Regions from separate parts of the Astyanax mexicanus genome. Here region 2 is linked to region 1. A link is a contact called in public Hi-C data. All regions are on one chromosome and are shown on one strand. The core of a region is the stretch at or near the end of the contact, and the rest is flanking DNA. Distances in the headings are between cores, read along the strand shown. Region 1 holds the start of si:ch73-70k4.1. Region 2 holds the start of cept1a (choline/ethanolamine phosphotransferase 1a).

What was found. A called contact is a pair of places that touch in the nucleus more often than the background predicts.
Region 2: a Hi-C map of muscle shows a contact between it and region 1, with 9 times the contacts expected there. The contact joins the promoter of cept1a here to the promoter of si:ch73-70k4.1 in region 1. A contact is called at or near these places in 2 of 3 Hi-C or Micro-C datasets (both in muscle).

Annotation. Positions count from the first base shown.
Region 1 is chr12:8,061,204-8,067,298 of AstMex3_surface, forward strand. It overlaps si:ch73-70k4.1, which reads right to left and starts at 2,620. Exons shown (of 4, transcript XM_007236940.4): 1 at 2,392-2,620; 2 at 433-595. The coding sequence starts at 2,516.
Region 2 is chr12:8,241,450-8,247,544 of AstMex3_surface, forward strand. cept1a (choline/ethanolamine phosphotransferase 1a) reads left to right here and starts at 2,490. Exons shown (of 9, transcript XM_007236944.4): 1 at 2,490-2,627; 2 at 4,463-4,892; 3 at 5,687-5,834. The coding sequence starts at 4,524.

The sequences.
Region 1 (6,095 bases), core at 1,370-3,869:
CGTAACAGGGATGCAGGAGTGAGGTTAGACCGTAACAGGGATGCAGAAGCGAGATCAGACAGTAACAGGGATGCAGGACTGAGGTCAGAGTGTAACTGGGATGCAGAAGCAAGGTCAAAGTGTAACAGAGATTTAGGAGTGAGGTCAGAGCGTAACAGGGATGCAGGACTGAGGTAAGAGCGTAACAGAGATGCAGGAGTGAGGTCAGAGCGTAACAGGGATGCGAAAGTGAGGTCACAGCGTAACAGGGATGCGGGAGTTAGGTAAGAGCGTAACAAGGATGCAGGAGTGAGATCAGAGCGTAACAGGGATGTGGAAGCTAGGTCAGAAAGTAATTGGAAAGACACCAGTTCCAAAAGTCCTTGTGAACACAGTTTTCTCTACTACACCATCAGTATCAGTGAGGCGCACTGAAGAGGTCCAAAACTGTACCTCAGGCAACTGCGGCAGCTCTGGAACACAATACACTGATGCAGGAGAGCTGAACGCTTCAGGACAGAAGCCCTGCAGGGTCATCCAGATCTTCTCCTCTGCTGTTAGTTCAGTTGCAGCCCACCATGGCTCACCTCCATCACCTCTATGTCCAGCACTGGAGCTTCAACACAGGAAGAGCCAAAGCATTAAACATAACATTTATTATTTAATAAACATAACATAAGCACTGGCCACTTTTTATCATATACACATTTTCTGACGCAGCCTCTATTGCAGGACGTTGCCTCAGGTTACCAAATCCATTTACTTTATTTTATGAATGGCCTAATGCATATTTAATGAAGCAGTAATAGAGGAAAGATTCTAAATAAACATACAGAATCATGCAATTTGCCTGACTAAAAGCATCGACATAACAGGGTCCATTATGCCATGCTTTATGCTTATAAAGACACTTAGGAAAATGCTGCAGCCATGGTATACACTGCAGCTTTTCATTCAGAATGATTTTTTGTATTTGTTTTGAATTATGATGTTTTAATTGTTTAGTAAAGCTAATGCTGTGATATTAGCAATATTAATGGCTAATAGTAACAATTTCAACCATGTACAAATTTCAGTCAATATTACAAAGTGTGTTTGTTTAGGAAATTCTGCTTGTGTTTTAGCAATTTGTAAGTTTTAAATAAAAAAACAGGCATGCCTAGTTTAGTTTGACCACAATTTGCCACATAAAATCACTAATGACATTAATATGGCAACATAGGGATGCTCTTAATTTATTATATTTTATGTAGCATGCCATGTGCTTCAAACCTAGCTCTCAGATATAGATCATATATTGACATGAGTGTTTAAATGTGAATTGCCCTGAACAACATTGCTAGTGACATGGCTAGCTCCTCCAATAATGTAGGAAAATTATACAGTGTTTAGAGATTTGTTCAGAAAAAAAAATCTGCTTGTGTTTTTTTTTTTGTGTGTGTTTTAGCTAAAAAAAAAAATACAAAATAAAAATATTTAAACCGTGTGTATATATACAGCTCTGGGGGAAAAAATAAGAGACCACTTAAAATGATTCATTTATTTGAATTTACAATTTTTTTAACCTCTGGAATATAATCAAGAGGAAGATGGATGATCACAAGCCATCAAACCAAAGTGAACTGCTTGAATTTTTGCACCAAGTGTGCAGGCATAAAGTTCTCCAAAAGCAGTGTGTAAGACTGGTGGAGGAGAACATGCCAATAGGCATAAAAACTGTGATTTAAAAACCAGGGTTTTTACTCCAAATATTGATTTCTTAACTCCTAAAACTTTGCTTTATTTGAGGTCTGAAAGCTCTGCAACATTTTTGTTTTTTCAGCCATCTCTCATTTTCTGCAAATAAATGCTCTAAATGACAATATTTTTGTCACACTTTAATGTCTTCAATATTTTACATTTACAATCTAAAAAAAACAACATTTTCTAATCTAAAAAAAAAATAAATAAATAAAAGAAAGAAAGAAAACACGTTGAATGAGAGTGTGCCCAGACATTTGACTGGTACAGTCAATATAAAATGAAAATAATAATTATGGATAAAACTAATTAAAATGAAAACATATAGACACTCATTGGTTTGTGGAGTATTTATCATTTAAGGGTAAACAATTTCATTGGTTTCATTGCTTCTTATACACCAGCTTCTTGTTGGAACTCTACGTTCCACCTTAAATGGCACCGCAGTTACATTCGGAAAGCAACTAACTTAAGTCCAAACTGCTGCACCATTTAAGGTGGAACGGAGAGTTCCAACAAGAAGCTAACTTCAATCAGTAAATTTACAGTTAGTGAATATAAACATACTTTTATTGCGCTTTAAAGGTAAAAACAGGTGCGCACCTTCCCCATATCTCTCTGTTACTGTTTTCTCTTATTTACTGTTTGTTCTCATTTTAACTTTAATCTTACCAGCTCTTGCTGGAGGACGTGCCGCCAGGATTGCGCAGAGACTGAAAAATATTTCGTATCTCTGGCTTTCCCTCAGGTTTGCTCTCCTCCGCTACACTCACTCTCTTTCTTTTCAGTTTGGACATCTTTAACGTTACTGCTCACTCTCACAGATCACCCCGCCAAAATCCACCCCATTTACTTCCCTTACACGGAGTGAGAGCAGGAGAAGCGCGTCAATGCTGCGCACGCTTTGCGCAGCTTCTGCTAAAGTTGTAGTGGGGGCAGAGATGTAACTTACTAGTGCATCTAAAAAAAATTGAATATCATTGAAAAGTTACTTTATTTCAATATAAAGTACTAGAGACCCAAAGTAAAAGTACAGGTGCTCTATAAAAAAGTAACGAGTATAATTGTATATTTTTAACAGTACCAGTAAGTTATTCTTTGTTGATGACCAGTTGTTTGCAATATTTCGTCGCTGTCCAATGAAAAACAAGTATCTCCAAAAAAGCAACTTTACAGGAGAGAGGAATAAAAACGTCTAAATTTTCAATTACAGTAAACAGTTTATTTTTGGTCATTTTGAAATATTTCTCTTGGTCTGTTTATCAAAAAAAAATGGCACAGTGTAAAAAACAGGTTGTGTGTTCAAACGGTGTGGTAAACTACACATCAACAAAAATGGAGGTATTTGTTTTTCACTGAACAGCAACGCTCCAAAGAAATTAAAAGTACACCAGAATTTCTTTATAGAGCATTTTTCCCCAATGGGAATGTTAGTGCAGTTAGCTGGCTAGTCGGTGTTAGGATATCTATTAGCTAGCTTAATGTTAGCTATAATTTCATCCAAATGATCAGTGATTATACAAAAACTATCATTGATTTAGACTGAGTCCACTCTGATTATATTTATTGATTCCCCGTTTTGTGAATATTTATGTAGCCTAATTCAGGCTATAGCATCAGCTACATCTATTATAGTGCACAGATTTATTTAAATAAAAAAGTAAAAAAAAAAAAGTAAACTAAAAGAAGAAAACATAAAACAAATATAAGTAGGGTAACACAAAACCAAATAAACCAACCTGTAAAAACTAGACTGAAAAAAACAAACAGAGATGAACTACACTAAGAAGACTAAACTAAAAAAGCAAAACAGAACACTAAGAAAAGAACAACAACCATGATCAGACAAGAAGCACAAACAACACTCAAAACCTCACAAAGCACACAAAAGACCAGACAAAAATATATATAGTCAAGGAGGCTGGGAACACCTGGGGAAGATAACAAGGGGATAGTGTAATAAATTACTACAGGTGACAACAAGGCTATGTGTTTTAGGGGCACATGGAGGAATAAAAACAGGCTTGGGAAAAATGCTTCTGACACCCCTGCTGGAAAGACCAATTGTAGCTAGATGCATATCTTCGTCATCCCCACCTCATCTGTTTTACTCAGCAACTCCATTACATACACATGTAATACCATAGCAACCACTTAGCAACAGCTTAGAAACACTATAATAACCACCTAGCAACAGCATGGAAACCACCTGTTAGATTATAGAAAACAAGACCATCTGCACGACAATGCACTTTTCTCCATAATAATCTGCACGTTTTCTGCTACGACCGAGTCTGTACGCAGATGACGTAAACATGTTTCTTTAATTTGAATTCAGCATGTTGTTTTTCTGAGTACGTCACACATCTGCATGCGCTCACACACACACACACATGCACATCAGGAGTGTGTGATGGTGAAATTCAGATGAAAGGAAAAAAAGAAAAAACAGAAAAAAAGGAACGCAGGGTGGGCACCTGAAAAAAAACGATTCGTTAGGAAGGAGCCTCAGCCCTCCCCCAGAGGGGATGACCACAGAGCTGGACGCCCGGCACTCGCTGAACGAGAATTCCAGGAGTTTCTTCAGCCGACACTGAGCTTCCCCAGCCACTGGGAGAGCACGGGGCGAGAGACTGAGAGAGAGAGAGAAAGAACGAGTCCAGGAAAGAATGCTTATGTCATTAGGATGTGTGTTGTGCTCCGTTGTCATGGTTACGAGATGGAAGATGTAAAAATAGCCGGGCACAAAACACCCTCCCGAAAGCTCTTGTGGCACCATGGCCCAGAGCGAATGAGGGGTGAGCGAGCAAGAAGGAGAGAGAGGAAGAACAGAACATTTTGTTTATTGTTAATCTTTGATTAAAAAAAAAATAGCCAAAATACGCTGAAAAATCTGTGATGCTTAGGTTTCAGAACTGGATACATGTGTAAAACAAATCCTTGCAAAAACACTACAATTTTCCTAAAATTCTCTTCAAATTTGATACATTTCTTTTCATAATTCAGTGTGCGAGAAGAAGTCATTCAGAGTGGGGGTTTGAGATTTAAGATTTCTTGGCCTACCAGTCTTTTGATGCTTTCTAAACTCACCTTCTGTAGCGCCCCTAGTGGTGGTGTATTGAAACTGTACTGAAACTGTTCAAAGTATGTTTACTGATGTAAACCTGTTTGATTTAAGGCATCAGTGTATCTTTGCTATCGTAACGAAGGGAAAAGTACGCCTTGCGCTGATCAAAATGCGCAAAAGGCATGCACTAATTCTCTTAAATAATCATGGGTGTGTTTTGGGTGTGACGTGAAAAAAAAACAATCACTTTTTCCTTTAAAAGCCAGGTGTGCTCTGACTTTGGCAAATTGCTATTTTAATGGCGCATTGCTTCTGTGCTTCTCAGCAGAGGAAACAGGCTTGCTAGTTCACACTGTGAAGGTGAACGAGCAGGTAATTTGCAGGTAATTATGTTGTATTCTGTTTATTGTTGATGTAAAAGTTGGGTTTGTGCACTGCTCTGTGTCTTTGTGTGTGTAAAGAGCAGGGGTTATGTGTGTTAAGCGTCCAAGGCACACCTGCATTGCCAAGATAGCAATGAACGCTTGACTGTTGACTGTTGTCTAGGTTTATTTTAGTCAGTGGTGCACCTGTGTTTTCCCTTGCCAAGATAGCGATACGAAGGAGATTTGAAACCTGAATACACCTCACATTCAGACCACCACACCCATCAGTGTAGATTTATTCATAAGGCCTGAAAATAGACTGTTGGCGGGGTGAAAAGTAGCAATGAGCATCTCTCCACGCCTTCCTGCCGTTTTTGTTTGCTCTTTACTCTTTTTTGCTTAGTTCAGTTTATTGATTGTTTATTCAGTTGCCGACCTGCTTGTTCTTTTGACTACTCTTTTGCCTATTTTCCTTCTGCTGAATTACCTGTGTACCGACCCTGCTTGCTCTACTTCTCTTGGTATGTTGTTTGTTTATTCTGCCACTTTGTTGTTGACCCTGCCTGTCCTATACTTTCCTTATATGTCTGTTCCCCTTGTTAATAAACTCAGTTTTAACTCATATCAGCATGTGTCTCTCCAGGTCCTAGTATTCGTGATATCTACAGTGACTGAGTTCAGTTTTAAACCTGTGGAGTTCAGAGGTGAATAAAAACAGAACACGCCTTCATCCCCAACCGTACAGAGAACACTAAACTTTGTAGATAATGAAGCACAAGAAATCCCACAGAAACGGAACATAGCCACGGTTACAGTGATTTATTTATGAATCGAGTTGATCTGGGGTTTCACTGCTCATTTCTCTATAAACACTGAACATCAGATACTGGAGTGTCCTTCAACAGCGCTGACGACAGTGTTTTACTTGGACGAAGAAGAAGAGT
Region 2 (6,095 bases), core at 1,240-3,739, 180 kb after region 1:
AGCAGTGTCCAGTTGTTGTTTTATAGATTGAGTACAGTTGTCTCAGTCTGAAAATGAAATATTTCTGTGTTAATATTAAGCTCCAGGGGTAAGCCTTCGTCTCAAACTTGCCCACTTCAATCATCAGCTCTAAAATCCCGTCATAAACCTGATACCGGGGATCAGTGAGCACCACCCGCAGAGCTACACCTGCTCTGGTGACATTTGCCCCAAAATATCAAACGGGAACGATCGTGAGTATTAGCATCTCATTTCATGTTTAATGCATCGTGCCAAGATGTTTGAATGTCATACTCAGTCAGACGGCGGCAAATCTGGCACAGGTTTGATTACCCTGAGCTGAGATGATCAGGAGAAATCAGCTCGACTCCTTTTCAGGCAGCGTGCCAGCACACGCTAAGCTAAACCGCAGTGCTAATGCTGCATGAATAAACGGTCAAAGTCTGAGTTCACATTCACTTCACAGATATCTATTATTACTAATTTAATTATAGTCATAAAAAGCCTTTTAGAGGTCAAGATACTAACATCGCAGTAAACAAGAGCTCACTGATAACTATATCTGCTGTCAGTCTGCCTGCTCTGGACTCTGATTTACACAACAAAGACTCCAATTCCCAGCATGCACCCACACCAGACTGCTGACTTTGATAATCATGTGATGCTACAGTGTTCCTGCTCCCCCAGCTTCTGATTGTCCACACATATTCTGTTTAGTATAAAGTTTACATCCAGTAGCGGATCGGGGCAATGTCCTGGTGATACCTCACACTGTTTGTGTTAATGGACTATAGTAAGTCCCTCCATATTGTAGGCCACACCCACTTACCAAACTAAACCACTCCTACTATGCCACCTTAAACCACTGCATTAGGTAGAATGAGTGGGGCCTTAAGTTATATACACTGAATGGGTGGGGTTAAACTGCTGTAAGGTGCTGAATGGGTCGGGTTAAACTGCTGTAAATTGCTGATTGGGTGGGGCTAAACTGCTGTAAGCTGCAGAATGGGTGGGGGTCTTAAATTCTAAATGCTGATAGGATGGGGCTAAACTGCTGTAAAATGCTGAATGGGTGGAGTTAATCTGCTGTATACTGCTGAATAGGTGGGGTCTAAAGTTCTCTACACTGGTTGGGTGGTGCTAAACTGCTATAAGATGCTGAATGGGTGGGGCTAAAATGTAGGCCAAATGGCTGGGACTAACAAATGTAGGTGCAATGGATGGGTCTAAACTGCTCTGGGCTGTTCTTTAAACACGTACAATGACATAAATGTAGCCCGTGATCACTCCACCTCCTCCCCTTCCCTCTTGACAGACAGCTGTAACTGTATGAGACAGTGACATTCTGTATTGATCGCTCAGGTAGGGCTTTATCTCCTACTCGCTAATCAATACCCGCCCCTTCCTGCCCCCCATTGCCGGGACATTTCACCCTGAAGTCTGAGAGCCCCGCCGGCCTGCCAATCGATACCGCCTCAGCTGTCAGTGGTTCTATTTAACACTGCGGCAGGTCCGACTTGCAGGTGTTCACCTTCTGCTGAAGTTCTGTAGTCTATTGGGTGGTGCTTAACTGCTGTAGGCTGAATAGGTTGGGCTAAACTGCTGTAGACTTAATGGATAATGAACAATTACCAATTGTAGTCTAAATGGGTTGGATCATAAAGGTTAAACTGCTTAGAAATAAAATTCAAAGCACTGGTAACAATGGGAACAGGATGGACCAATCAGACTGATGAAAAAACATCTAAAAAACAATATTGACAGAGGAAGCCACAATTAGCTTAGGATTAGAGGGAAAGTAAGGAAGGCTTTGTGATCTGAAGCATTACACACCCTCTGTGAAACATGGTGGAGGCAGTGTTGTGGCATTATTATGGCATGGACATGGATTATGGATATGGAAGGATAATGATTTGCAGTTAAGTATAAAAAATACTTCTTATATTTAGTTAACCTATGTTAGTTTGTTCAGTTACTTTTTCATTTATTATTTTGTTTTATTTCTGTACCATTTTCATTAGCATAATGAGTGAAGACAGAGAGAGAGAGAGAGAGAGAGAGATACTGTTACTGTAAGCAGTTTTTTTTAGCAGTATTATAGCTCCATCTAAAGGACGACATCAGTTTTACACACAGAGGATTAACACTCAATTAACATTATAGTTTATTCATTAAAATGTTAGACACTGTAGTTTCGGCATTAGTTCTGTGCACACGTGTTTGTTATATACATTTAGTGCGCATGTATTTATTTTTATTATTTTACATATCCAGAAAGAAAAAGTGGAAGCATACGTGGAGGACTTTTATTTTATCTCGTTGAATGGAAATCTATGGTAGTAAAATCACGAATGCAAATTATTAATTAAAGTTTAAGGAAATATTTTTAATATTCGAGTACTTAGAGTTAGTATGTAAGAATAACATTTCCAGAGTACATTCGGATTTCCTTTTTATTTATTATGGTTTAGACTGTTTTAGTTTTATTTTGTCACACAGGGAGTGGATTACTTCCGTCCTCTTCATGCTGCTGATCTGAACCGCGTGTGGACCTTTTTTACGGGTTTAACACTAAAATAATCACCCAGATTTCTAATAGGAGAGGATCTCATCTCATTGATCTGCAGGTACATCATAATTTTGATCGATTTCCTTCTATATTTGACATGCAATCAACTAATACAGCTGACAGTTTAGCTCGAAGCTGAAACTCAGTTGAATTGTCCGTTCCACCTTAAATTGTGCAGCAGATACAGTAGTAACGCATCAGCTTCCAGAATGAAACTGCTGTATGATTTAAGGTGGAACTGGGAATTGGACTGGGTAGACAACTCAAGCTTCGTAGTTTATCTCTGTATTTCCACCCTGTAATGTAAAAACGTGGTTTAACGTTTTAAACTAGAATTTAAACTATTAACGTAATTTAATAGCACACTTACACACACGCTCCCTGATTATTTTATTTATATGATGCTGATTTAACAAGCTAGCTCACATTGACAGCTCCCTAAATGGACTCTAATTTTATTATTTCAAAATAAATTCGATTAAATAATAGTATGTGTTATATTTTAGATTATTCCCGTCACGATAACTTACTAAATTATTTAAAAAAATAAATATAAAAATATAAAAATAATTACACTAAATTGTCCAAGCAATTATTGTGATAAACGATATTATTGTATATAATATACTATACTAATGATTTGAATTTACTGTCATTTTTATTTAATACAAATGCAACATATCTATATATTACATCGTAGAGGAACACTGTGTGTTTGCCATATTTTATTTCATGTTATTATTACTGTATTTTATTTTATTTTTTTATATTATGTTATCATGTTTCAGTTTATGAGATTGTGCTATTGTGATAAACAAACAAATGACTAAGCTAAGTTGGCAAATGTAAGGTTAGGTTAAACTAATTAAATAAAAGAGCTTCACGCTAATATGATAACGGTATACTAATAAATTCTCTACAAGCTAACAAGCTAAATGCAAACTGAACATTTAGTTACAAACTAATGTTGTAACTGTAAACTAATACATTAGCTACAAACTAATATGTTAACTGTAAACTAATAAATTAGCTACAAGTTGATATGTTAACTGTAAAATAATAAATTAGCTACAAGATAATATTGTAACTGTAAATTAATGAATTAGCTACAAGCGTATATGGTAAAGGTGTACTAATGAATTAGCTACAAGCTAACATGATAACTGGTAACTAATTAATTAGCTAAAAGCTAACATGATAACTTTGAACTAATAAATTAGCTACAGACTAATATTGTAACTGTAAACCAATAAATTAACTACAAGCTAATATGTCAACAGTGCACTATTGAAATATCTACAAGCTAACAAGCTCAATGCAAACTTAATAAATTAGCTACAAGCTAACATGCTAACTTTGAACTAATAATTTAGCTACAGACTAATATTGTAACAGGCTAATATTGTAACTGTAAATCAGTGATGAAGCTTATATGTTAACAGTGCACTAATGAATTATCTACAGGCTAACGAGATAAATGCAAACTAATAAATTAGATAAAAGCAGACATGGTAACTGTAAACTAATAATTTAGCTGCAGGCTAACATGGTAACTTTGAATTAATAAAGTAGCTACATGCTAATAGGGTAACTGTAAACTTATAAATTAGCTACATGCTAACATGGTAACTTTGAACTAATAAATTAGCTACAAGCTATTATGGTAACTGTAAACTAATAAATTATCACCAACCTAATATGGTTACTGATAACTAAACTTTAAGCTAACAAGTTAAAACCATAAACCACAAACTAACCATACACAAATGCAGCAACTAAAAAATATGTGCCAACTGTTACTTAAGTTAATTTTAATGAATTTCTAAGCTAAACTCAAGCTAATGTGTTAAATGTGAGTTGTGTTCTGTTTTTTATTTGTGTTGGTTCTTGTAGGTTCTGCGTGGGTTCTCTGCACTGTGTTTAGAACATATTAGCTTTAGCACTGCACACAGTTATGACCTCAAGCAGTCGGAGGAACCCCCTGAGAGCCCGTCCGGGAGCCCTTTCAGAGAACAGCTCGAACTCTCGGTCAGACCCCACCCCCTCTGCAGCTGGGGCGGATGAAGGGTCGGGGATGCTGGGGTGGCTGATGGAGCTGCCGGTGGCGCGGTTATCCCGGCAGCAGCTGAAGCATCTGGAGGAGCATCGCTACAGCAGCATGGGCCAGTCCCTGCTGGAGCCCTGCGTGCAGCCGTTCTGGTGCTGGCTGGTGGGTCAGGTTCCTCTGTGGATGGCGCCGAACCTCATCACCATCGTGGGGCTCGCAGTCAACGCTATCACCACCCTCATCCTCGTCTACCACTGCCCCACAGCCACCGAGCAGGTACCACTGACTGCAGGATGGACGGGGCTTACCTAGAGTTTTACTGATGATTTTGGATGCTCTGATTCTGAAGTTTGGGGTTATCTTTGTATATTAATGAACTCTCTTACTTTTTTATGTACATAAACAAACATTGCACTGCGCAATTTAAATAACCTGACCTAGGCAATGAAAGGCAGTAGTGTTGTCAGATATTACAGATGTCCTGATTTTAATTTTTTTTTTAAGCACAGTTTGGCCCAAGTAACTTACCAGTAATGCTGATATCAGACGATACTGACATACCCCATTGTCTGCATTAGCGAAGAAAAGAAAATAGAAAAACAAGTGAATAAAAAAAAAAAGCCCCCAGACTGAGGTGTATCTGTAAATTAGGGTTCATGGCCTCACCCACCTTGGCTTGTAGAGCCATAGAGGGAGCGTCACAGCGCTCTTAGCCAATCAGAGGCGATACATTTGCATGTCATGAATATTCATGAGTAAAAGCCGAAATCCTGTGGCTCTTCGTTGCCCACTGCCCACCAATCTAGAACAGGAGCACAAAAAGTGCAGCACAGTGCATTAATTCATACTAGAGAACACACAACATTAATGAATGATGAAATGAGACCTTCAAATGCAGCTTACTGGATGCTGCTAGAACATAGCACTAAAAATAAAGGATCAAAACTAGATAGGGAATAATCAAAATATCTGTTCTTAATTATTCCAAAATTATTTTTTAAGCAGCTACATGTTTGTCTTCCCTCTTTATGTTACTGAAAATATTATATCATTCCATTGTTCCTCCTTAGGCACCCACATGGGCGTATCTGGCCTGTGCTTTGGGTCTGTTTATTTACCAATCACTGGATGCCATTGATGGTAAGCAGGCCAGACGGACCAATAGCAGCTCTCCACTCGGCGAACTCTTCGACCACGGCTGCGACTCCCTTTCCACTGGTGGGTGTGTTTTTAATGCTGATAATGCATATAGATTTTAGTCATCACAGAATATATGTAATAATCCATATACTTACACGTTCAGTGACCTCTGATAGATTTGTTTATGTGGTTTCTGAAAAACTGTTCTCAAACAAGAACCTTAATGTCGAAGGGTCCTTAGCTTAAATGGCTCTTTGCAAGTAGATCAGGGTGTTTTCAGTAAAAAAAAAAAAAATTATATCTATATTCTAAAGAGAAATGACAATAAACAATACAGAA